Linked DNA regions of Mus musculus: region 2 is linked to region 1. A link is a contact called in public HiChIP or PLAC-seq data. All regions are on one chromosome and are shown on one strand. Each heading gives the region's core, a stretch centred on a gene start, on an enhancer-like site or on the middle of the called end of the contact. The rest is flanking DNA. Distances are from core to core; before and after follow the strand shown.

Region 1 (4,610 bases), core at 412-2,911:
AAAGAAGAAGAAGAAAGGAAGGAAGAAGGAAGGGAGGGAGGGAGGGAGGGAGGGAGGGAGGAAGGAAGGAAGGAAGGAAGGAAGGAAGGAAGGAAGGAAGGAAGGAAGGAAGGAAGGAAAAGGGCAAAGAGATAGAACAAGGTATTCACATACCTGCACAATACAAACATGCACATATACCATACACACACACATATACACATATGCATATACATACACCATAAAGACACATTTATATGAAACACGAGGACAGGATGAAATAAAATAATAAAAACAGCCGGGCGTGGTGGCGCACGCCTTTAATCCCAGCACTTGGGAGGCAGAGGCAGGCGGATTTCTGAGTTCGAGGCCAGCCTGGTCTACAGAGTGAGTTCCAGGACAGCCAGGGCTATACAGAGAAACCCTGTGTCGAAAAACCAAAAAAAAAAAAAAATAATAATAATAATAATAATAATAAAAACAGTGCAGTGGTTTGAAGAAAAATGGTCCCCAGAGGCTCATTTATTTAAATGCTTAGTCACCTGGGTGTGGAAATGATTGATAGGATTAGAAGAATTAGGAGGCATGGCTTTGCTGGAGGAAGTATGCCACTGGGGGTGGGCTTTCCAAAAGCCCATGCCAGACTCAGTCTCATTCTCTGCCTGCACATCAGGATGTAGCCATGCCTGCTGCCATGCTTCCAACCACAATGATAATGGACTATGCCTCTGAAAACTGTAAGAAAGCCCCAAATTAAATGCTTTCTCTTATAAGAGTTGGCCTATTTAAACCAGGCAGTGGTGGCGCATGCCTTTAATCCCAGCACTTGGGAGGCAGAGGCAGGCAGATTTCTGAGTTTGAGGCCAGCCTGGTCTACAGAGTGAGTTCCAGGACAGCCAGGGCTACACAAACCCTGTCTTGAACCACCCCCTCCCAACAACAAAAAAAACAACAACAACAACAAAAAAGAGTTGGCCTGTTCATGGTGTCTCTTCACAGAAATATAACAGTGATTAAAACAGAAGTTGTTATCAGGGAGTGGTGTTTATTTCTGTGTTAGACCAGACTGTGCCTTTTGCAGAAAGAATATAGAAGACTTTAGGACTTTCAAGTCGAAAGCCTTTTGTATGTTTTAAGCAGGGCTTAATTGCCCATCTTAGCAAGCATATAAAGATAGTGCTGAGTGATTTGAACTGTAGGGGCCCAAATCAAGAGGTTTCTGAGGGGAACAATATTAGTAAACGGGCTAAAGAATATTCTTCTGATATTTTGGCAAAGAATCGGGCTGCTTTTTTAAAACCTTGTTCTAAAAGTTTGCCTGGGACTTTCAAATTAACAGTGTTGGCAGAGGAGATTTCAAGACAACACAGTAGTGAAGTGTTATTATTGTGTGGTTATCAGCAGACACTGTTGGGTAGATCTATAAAGAAAAGGAACAAGTGGGGTAAGGAGAAACATAAAATGTACAGTTTTGGAAGAAAAGGAGCAACTGGAAGTGTAATGGTTCCAGGTCCAATGCTCAAGAGGATAAAATGTTTAAAGAAAATCCTGGTGCTAAATGGAATGAGGGAGTGAGTGCTGTCTCAGGGCAAGACCCAACCCAGTTTACAATTTGTGAAAAGGATTTAAAGGAAAGCTTAAGTGGTGAAGGAAACCATTAACAACAGAATGAGGATGCAGATGTAATTGAAGAGGGGGCCAAGTTCCACTCCCCTGAAGCACAGAGCTTGGCAGCTTTGGCCACATGCTTGTGGCTTTAGAGTCAAAGATGCAAGAAGGGAGTTGTGAAATCTCTCTCAATAGTTAAAAGAAAGATGGTCAGGCTAGGCATGTGTCAGGAACATGCCTGTAAGCCCATATAGGACACTGTGTGAAGCAGTGAAGAAAAAGCCTGGATTTTGTTGGAGACCCAAGATGTTGGAAATGTCAGAGTTGTGGGATACCTGTTAAGGGAAGTTGCAAAAGGCATGTGGAGCCAACTTTAAAAAAAAAAAAATTGTGCTGTAGTCAACACAGCTGAAAGAAGTTGGAGATCTGAAGACTGCTTTGACATCAGACATGGAGATGCAGGGTTTGAAGTTTGCCTGGCTGGTTTTTGGTCTTCTTTTGCTTTGCTTTCTTCACTGTGCTCTCCTTTGCCCCCTTTAGAATTCTGTGCCATTGCATGGTGGAAGTATGTTTATTTATTTTGATTTTTAAAGGGGATTACAGTAAAAAATTACCAAGAGTCTAAGAAGAGACTTTGAACTTTAGACTTTTAAACCACATTGAGACTGTAATAGATTGGGGACTTTTGAAATTAGACTAAATGCATTTTGCATTGTGATGTGGCTATAAGTCTTTAGAAGCCAGGGAGTAGAATACAATAGCTTGAATAAGAATAGCCCCTATATACTCATATATTTAAATGCTTAGTCACCAGAAGTAGAACTATTTGATAGGATTAGAAGGATTAGGAGGTATTGCCTTGTTGGAGGAAGTAAGTCACTGGCCTCTGAAACTGTAATCAAGCTCCCAGTTAAATGTTTTCTCCTTTAAAAAGTTGCTGGAAACATGGTGTCTTTATTGCAATAAAACAATGACTAAGACAGCCTGCCATAAACTAAGAAACTAAGGTCTGTCTCTCATGCCAAGAAGGATGGGAATAGAGTTGACTTTCAAAATATGGTGCTCAGCCAGAGAAGGGCATGGAAGAAAACTAGAGGAAATAGTGAGCTTAAAATAGGTATAGGGAACATTTCCCCCTGGGAATTAGGCTGAGGACAAAGAAAATATTCATGGAAGGTATCTTCACCTAGACATGACAACAGACAGTATGGTATACTACTGCCATCTAGCCTCCAACCCACATCTACAGATCATCATACAGATCACGGAGTGGGGCCCAAACATCACGTTTCTATGATCATGTAGTTCACTGGGATTTGCAAAAGATGTACCAGAATATTTGACTTAACATAGAGTTTTAATACACAGTGTCCTTTCTGTTGTTTAATATAAACCAATATTTCAGTATTTTGTGACTATAGCACCCTGATCTTGGGAATTAGCAACTGGAGACTTATTTGTACTGATGTCTTTTATATGCAGAAATAATAATAATCCTTTGTTATTCAAAGCGCTGTATCATCCAGGCTTAGAGGTTTCTGTAGGAAATCAGTAATAACTCTTATCATAAACACCACAGTAATTTAAGTTGTCAGACTAGAGTGATATTAAAAATCTGTCAGATGAATAATTAACTTCTCAAGGAGACTTTCAAAGGATACAGCCAAATAAACCATTTTTAAGTCAATGTGTCAAATCTCTAATAGAAAACAAACTCACCAAACATGTTGGTATCAGTAGACTCCAAATCCATATTGAGCTGCACAGGGGGATGAGAGGTCTACATCATGCATTTCAACCCAGGCCCAGAGAAAAGCCCAGGAGAAGCATTCTGATTGACTACACCCCTAATTATGGATGACACTTGTTGACTGAGGTACATATATAATATCATCTGCTTTAGTTCTATTTTTGTACACAGAGTCATGTTTAGATTAGGATCTGAGACCAACTACAGAGGAGACCTGCAGTTCAGAGCAAGCCGGCCCAATGACAGCACATCTCAGTTTCTGGATTAGTTTCTGAGGAGGGAATAATAAGTCCTGTAAGTCTGAACTTTAAAAACACTATCATGGCATGGAGCTTCTTCTCAAATTCCATAGCCAAACCATATCAAAACGTGACGACCTAAATGTATCACAAAGTGAGTGGTGAGACAGGGAGAAGAAGTACCTTTGTAGGATGCTTTGCCAGTCTTAAAAATAACACATACACACTGTAAAAATATGTTAAAAAATAGAAAAAGAAATGAAAAATCCTTAAGGTCAGTTCCCAGACATGATAACCTACAGCAGTCTGGTCTAGAAATACATGCATAGCTATTTATGTATAGATAAGATGAGATCACACTACAAAGCTGAACTGCTTTAGAGCCTATTTTTTTTTTTACACAAGTGTAATACACACATTCATATTAACAAACAATACACTGTAACATCCTTTTAAGTAGTCATTGGTATAGCAAATGTAATTCCCTCAAGACGGTCAGTTAGGTTATTAGTACAAATGCAACCTCATACTTTCATTTTGGCATTTGCTGAGGGCAAAAAAGTCGAGTAGAGGTAGTGTGGTGTTGGGGTGTCATAGTTTAACAAATAAAAACTAAGGATGTATGGAAAGGCCCTATGTGAAACTTAATTTTAAAATAGAGCTTTTAAAAGGTTGGGACATACTTTATATACATAGATAACACTTTCCCAAGAAGACTATTAAATGAAAATCTCAGTGCTGTGTGTGTGATACCTCCCTACAAATTATTGCTCTTGGCTTCCTACCTTAGCTAGATAATGAGACCCAAACACACTTTGGCTTTAGACTATGTAGAAATCAAGCTAGAACAGACTGGGAACTTCCTCCCTCTGGCTAGCTTTAGTGCTTACAGGTAGTCAACAGAGAAGAACAATCATCAGTGGACTTACCCAACACTGGCCCCTGTGAGATATAGTACCAACATAGAGGTATCGACTGGTGCAGTAGTGTCATGGCTGCTGCGAGGTTAGTCAACCACTTTCTATGGGATTCAA
Region 2 (4,840 bases), core at 855-3,354, 330 kb after region 1:
TTCTGTGATGTTCCCTGAGTCATAGATCCAGGAGCTGTGATGTACATTCATCTCGTGTGACTAGGCTTCCCACAATGCACTGCTCTCTGCAACATGTTCAGTTTTGTTTTCTGGAATGGTCTCCATTTACTCTACATAGAAGCTTCTTTGATGAGGAATGGTAGTTATGAGATTTAGAATATAGTAAGGAATTATGCTAATCTGGCAAAGTGGCAGTAGTAGATTCTTTTTGAAGGCCCATGACCTCACTATCCCTGGGAAGCTGGCTAGGGTTCCAGTACCAGGCCTTCCTGCTTGGATGTGAAGGTGTCCTGGGACTTGGAAGCCGAGGAACCACACAGCTCTGAGGGGAGAGTGTATCCCATTGGAAGGGCATTCTGAGAAATGGGAGCCCAAGACCCACACAGCTGAGAGGATGCCTCCTCAGCAGAGGCATTGCTGCTCCCAGGAGAGGGGATCCCCAACTGAGCTCAGGAGCGCAGGAGCCTCAGCCCCACTCCATTTCTTCACTTCTCTTCATTGCTTCTTGGCTTCCTCTGATGAAGAGCCACATCAGGCAACAAACCTCATAAGATATTTATTGGGAGGGTCCAGGGTGTGGAGGGATGAATTGAGGGGTAGTTGCCTCTTCTACTGGGAGTAGACAGCTAGGAACTGAGCAGACATAGCCTTTATATAAGGTTTCTTAGTGGGCAAGACTTTCTAGGGCAGAGATTTCCAGAGTGACGATTTGTGGGGTTTCAAGTCCGAGTTTGGCAGTGCTCAGGGATTGGTGAGTTTTCCTGTTCAGACTTTTCACCTAAAATTATCATAATCAGGGGAGGGTCCTATTAAGGGGCTGGAGATGACCTCTGTGACAGTTACAGAAGTTGGAAGTGCCATTATGACAATTAGGGAGGTCCTGAGGAGGGGCCTGGCTGATAGACCTTCTCAGGGAAGGGGAGGTGTCCACTTTCTTGCCTTGTGGGTTTACAAAATACACAAAATTTACAAAGGGAGTGGCCTGAGTGACATGACTAGCCAACACCTTCCGGTCAGATCCAGCTCAAATTATGAGTCCTGTCCAAAATGTATGATGATAATGAAGATATGGTAGAATAGTGGGGAGGGGCTCCCACTGCAAAGGAGGAGGGAAGAGCTATACAGAAGGAAAAGGATAGGGAGCAAATAACACCACGGTTTTTTATTCTGCCTTAAGGGATCCTATTTTTTTTACCTGAAATTATACATATTACATATACATGTATGTGTAGCCATACATAATCTTTTTAAGTTTTTTAATGAATTTTTTCACACTATATTCTTATCATTCCTCCTCCTCCCCCATCTCCTCCCAGATCCTCCCCATTCCCTTTCCACCAACTCTATGACCTTTTTCTTTCTTGCTCTAAAAACAAAAACTAAAACTTTTTAATTTTTAATTTTTTTTAAAAAAAAAGACAAAATATACTAAAAGAACGAGTGCATACAAGATAAGAAAAATGGGGTTCATTTTGTGTTGCCCAATTACTTCTGGGCATGGGGCCTGCCTTAGACTATGGTTAATATTCCCAACAATAGCCCACTGGAAACACTGACTTTCCCTTCCCAGCAGGTATTAACTGCAGAGTGTCTCAGTTAGAGGTGGGACTTTATATCCACTTCCTCTTCTCAGTACTGGGATTCTGTCTGGTTTTTAACTTGCATAAGTCTTGTGCATGCTACAGTCACTGTGAATTCATATCATCAGTCCTCATGTTTCCCTGGTGCTATCCAGCACTTCTGACATGCATATCATATATATAATATTAAAAGTTGATGTATTAAAACAATGAAATTATTAAGCTTAACTCTAAATGTACTGTTATTTAATGCACATAAGAAAATACAAGACGGAGTACCAACCTGGGGCAAGAACTTGCTTTTAAAAATTGGAGATACTGAATGGAAAACAATCACTGTGTGACTTGAGTTTAGGAGGGAGGGAGAATTGGTTTCTCAGCTGAGTCACATGGGTCTTCCCCAAGCTGCACAAGCCTTGGAACTAGAACAAAGGCACACAGCACCCACCCACCCTTAGCAAAGGCCTCTGGCTGGCTCAGAGAGTATGAACTCTCAGGAGCTGGGAGCCCCTGCTGTGCAAACAGACAGGCTGCTCAGAAGGGAGAGGAAGGCAGACAATAGAGACTGCTCTCCTTCAACAAGCAGGTAATCAAAAGATAAAGATGAGTGGAATGTAATTTAATTGTTTTTAAGGATAGATTAAAGTACAATGGTAATGTTTAAGCGGTTTTTTAAGTATTAAAAGGCAACTTAAAGTTAAACACAAAGGAAAGAATGTTAATTCAAGAGATAGATAGATAGATAGATAGATAGATAGATAGATAGATAGATAGATCCACAGAGATACTAATCTCAATAGAATAGAATAAATGAGAAAAGTGCATTAGAAGAAATTTGAAAAGGTCTATGCCAGGGCAGCATTAGGGATCTCAATATGGTCTACATGGAATTTCTGGGACTGCTTAGCCTGGTTTGACAAATTTAGAGTCTGGAAATAGGCTTATACAGTAAGTAGAAGGGAATTTAATTGAAGCTGAATACATAGGAAAGTATAGAAAGTTAATAAATAAATTGAGGCTTTTGATCTTAAATGGTAGGTCAAGAGCAGGGGAAGAGAAGTAGAGAAATCTTATCTCAGACAGTAGAAACTTATGTTAATTTAAGTATTATAAAGAGAAATGGGACATACATATCCACAGAGATACTAATTTCCATAGAAGAGAGAATTTTAAGTATACATATGAATAATTTAGGCCTTGATCTCATGTAGATCAGGGCAGGAAATTGTGGGGGAACACTATCTCAATAGATAATAATATTTGCTTAGATTGCTTTAGTTGCTTTGAATTGTTTTATTTATCAAAATGCATGTGGTTATAAGTTTGGGATCCTGAACCAAGGACATGTTATTTTGGGAGAGAGGCTCTGTATTTGTGTTAATAGAAAAGAAAAGGCTTTGGACCGCTTCCAAAGTGATATGGATCAAATATGACAGAAAGATCTCCTGAAGTTCTTGGCTACAAAAAAGAAAAATTTGAAAACATCAAGCAGGACGGGTAACTGATTTGCTGATTCCTATACATGGGAACAGCTCAGTAACTGGTTTAGACATAAAAATGTCTTTAGCCAAAACTTCAGCTAAAATTAGACAATAAATTTTGTTGACTATGAAATCCTTAAGATTCTTCATGCCATCCTTCATATGGCATGAATAAAGATTACAATTGGTTATGATCAAATTAACTCATTAAAAAAGACAGCTGCCTTCCACCTGTTCAAACAAGGAGCAAAGATTTATCCTTAACTGCTCTGTGCATCCTGCACAATCCACTGCTTCCAAAACAGCTTCAGGGATCTGGAGATTCCAGATGACCTCACTTCATCCAACCTTTCTGACAGATGCAGCCAAAACTTCAGTCAAGCCCTGAGCCTTCTAAGCATGCAGAGACTGGATAACAGATACTAAAGTTAGCTTTCTTAAGTCTAACCAAATTTTCTAATTTTCCTACAGCTCCCCACTCCTTTAAAAAATGATCCACCTTCCCCTTAGGCCATTTTAAATACGTATGTATGGGTGTAACTTCGCTATAGTTCTAAGTATCTATTCTGGTTTCTCCTTTGGTCTGAAACTTCCTTTAGTTCTAAGTATCTATTCTGGTTTCTCTTTGGTCTGAAACTTCCTTCTTCCTAGTGATGGTAAATTCCTGTGTAAGGGAGTGACCTAGGTTTTATAGTGTAGTACTAGAGGCTATTCTGATTAGCAACATTCCTATTGAATTTCTAGCCCATGATCTTCCTCAAGGACTTCTAGGACTGTTGGAACACTGGTGGAAGGCTTTAACTATGTCAGAATTCAATCTTAAAAGGCACTTATAATAGGAAAATACTGAAAGAGAGCATGTGGATCCATACACTAGACTAACTCGGGAATGGAAAATTAATGTATGGGATAAAGGGAACGCCAGACTCCAGGAGGAGAGCTTCCGTGAAGCTCTTTGCCTCATGAGCAGCTTTTAGGCATCCCTGCCTGACAGGCTGACTCGACCGGAGTGCCGTGGCAAATTATAAATGAAATATAAGAAATAGTAATTAACTGCCATAATGTCATGACATTTTGGAATGTTAAATTCTCTGAAAAAATTTTCAGCCCTTTTTCTATTTTGTCTTCTTAAAACTGTTTTTTCTATTTCCTCATTGAATTCTGGCACTTAAATGTCTAACCCTGTAAGCCTTGTGTTTTCTGAATTCATCCCTTCTTGTGGTACCCATTTTGTGGTGTGCTTAGAGTGTTTTTGCATCCAGAGACATCTTGCCTTTATTGACACTCCAGCCAATGACTGAGCAAAATCAGAATACAGAGACCTCACCATGACAGCCATCTTTAGATTCTTCCAGCGGGCATCTTGTCCAGCTCAGCCATGGAGCTGGAAGTCTCCTATCCCAAGCCATCACCTCTTTTTACAAGTGCTACTAACCAGTATACCTTTGTGGAACCCAGTTGAGCTTATGCAAGAATATATTGGAAAATGGAGTTTTAGAGAATAAAATTACTTCATGTGAGGACTGGGTGTATCTGAGTCCAAGAACACTTTCCTGGCATGCCAAACTAGTCAACTGGTTCAATGAGAGACCCCTGCATTCATGTGCGCACATGCACACACACACATACACACACACACACACACACACACACACACACACACACACACACACACACACACAGAATAAACAAGAGATACTATTTATACACTCAATCAGACATACCCTAATGCTGATATTGAAATGGGTGGCCTCGAGC

What was found. HiChIP or PLAC-seq counts read pairs in DNA pulled down with a chosen protein or histone mark.
Region 2: a contact with region 1 is called in an H3K27ac HiChIP or PLAC-seq map of embryonic stem cells, with 2.9 times the contacts expected there. The contact joins two enhancer-like sites. A contact is called at or near these places in 7 of 484 Hi-C or Micro-C datasets (cardiomyocytes, cerebellar granule neurons, cerebellum and 4 more) and 2 of 115 datasets of contacts at active chromatin or transcription factors (cardiomyocytes and embryonic stem cells).

The regions. Positions count from the first base shown.
Region 1 is chr1:54,051,345-54,055,954 of GRCm38.p6, forward strand. All of the region lies in intron 1 of Hecw2 (HECT, C2 and WW domain containing E3 ubiquitin protein ligase 2), which reads right to left. Among named protein-coding and RNA genes, the nearest start is that of Hecw2, 140 kb to the right of the region's middle. Within about 2 kb of position 1,662, at least 5 of the 459 cell types and tissues checked have an H3K27ac peak or open chromatin away from gene starts, as enhancers often do. A contact at or near this core is called in embryonic stem cells, where this site is marked.
Region 2 is chr1:54,382,342-54,387,181 of GRCm38.p6, forward strand. No RefSeq gene overlaps it. Among named protein-coding and RNA genes, the nearest start is that of Gtf3c3, 54 kb to the right of the region's middle. Within about 2 kb of position 2,105, at least 3 of the 459 cell types and tissues checked have an H3K27ac peak or open chromatin away from gene starts, as enhancers often do. A contact at or near this core is called in embryonic stem cells, where this site is marked.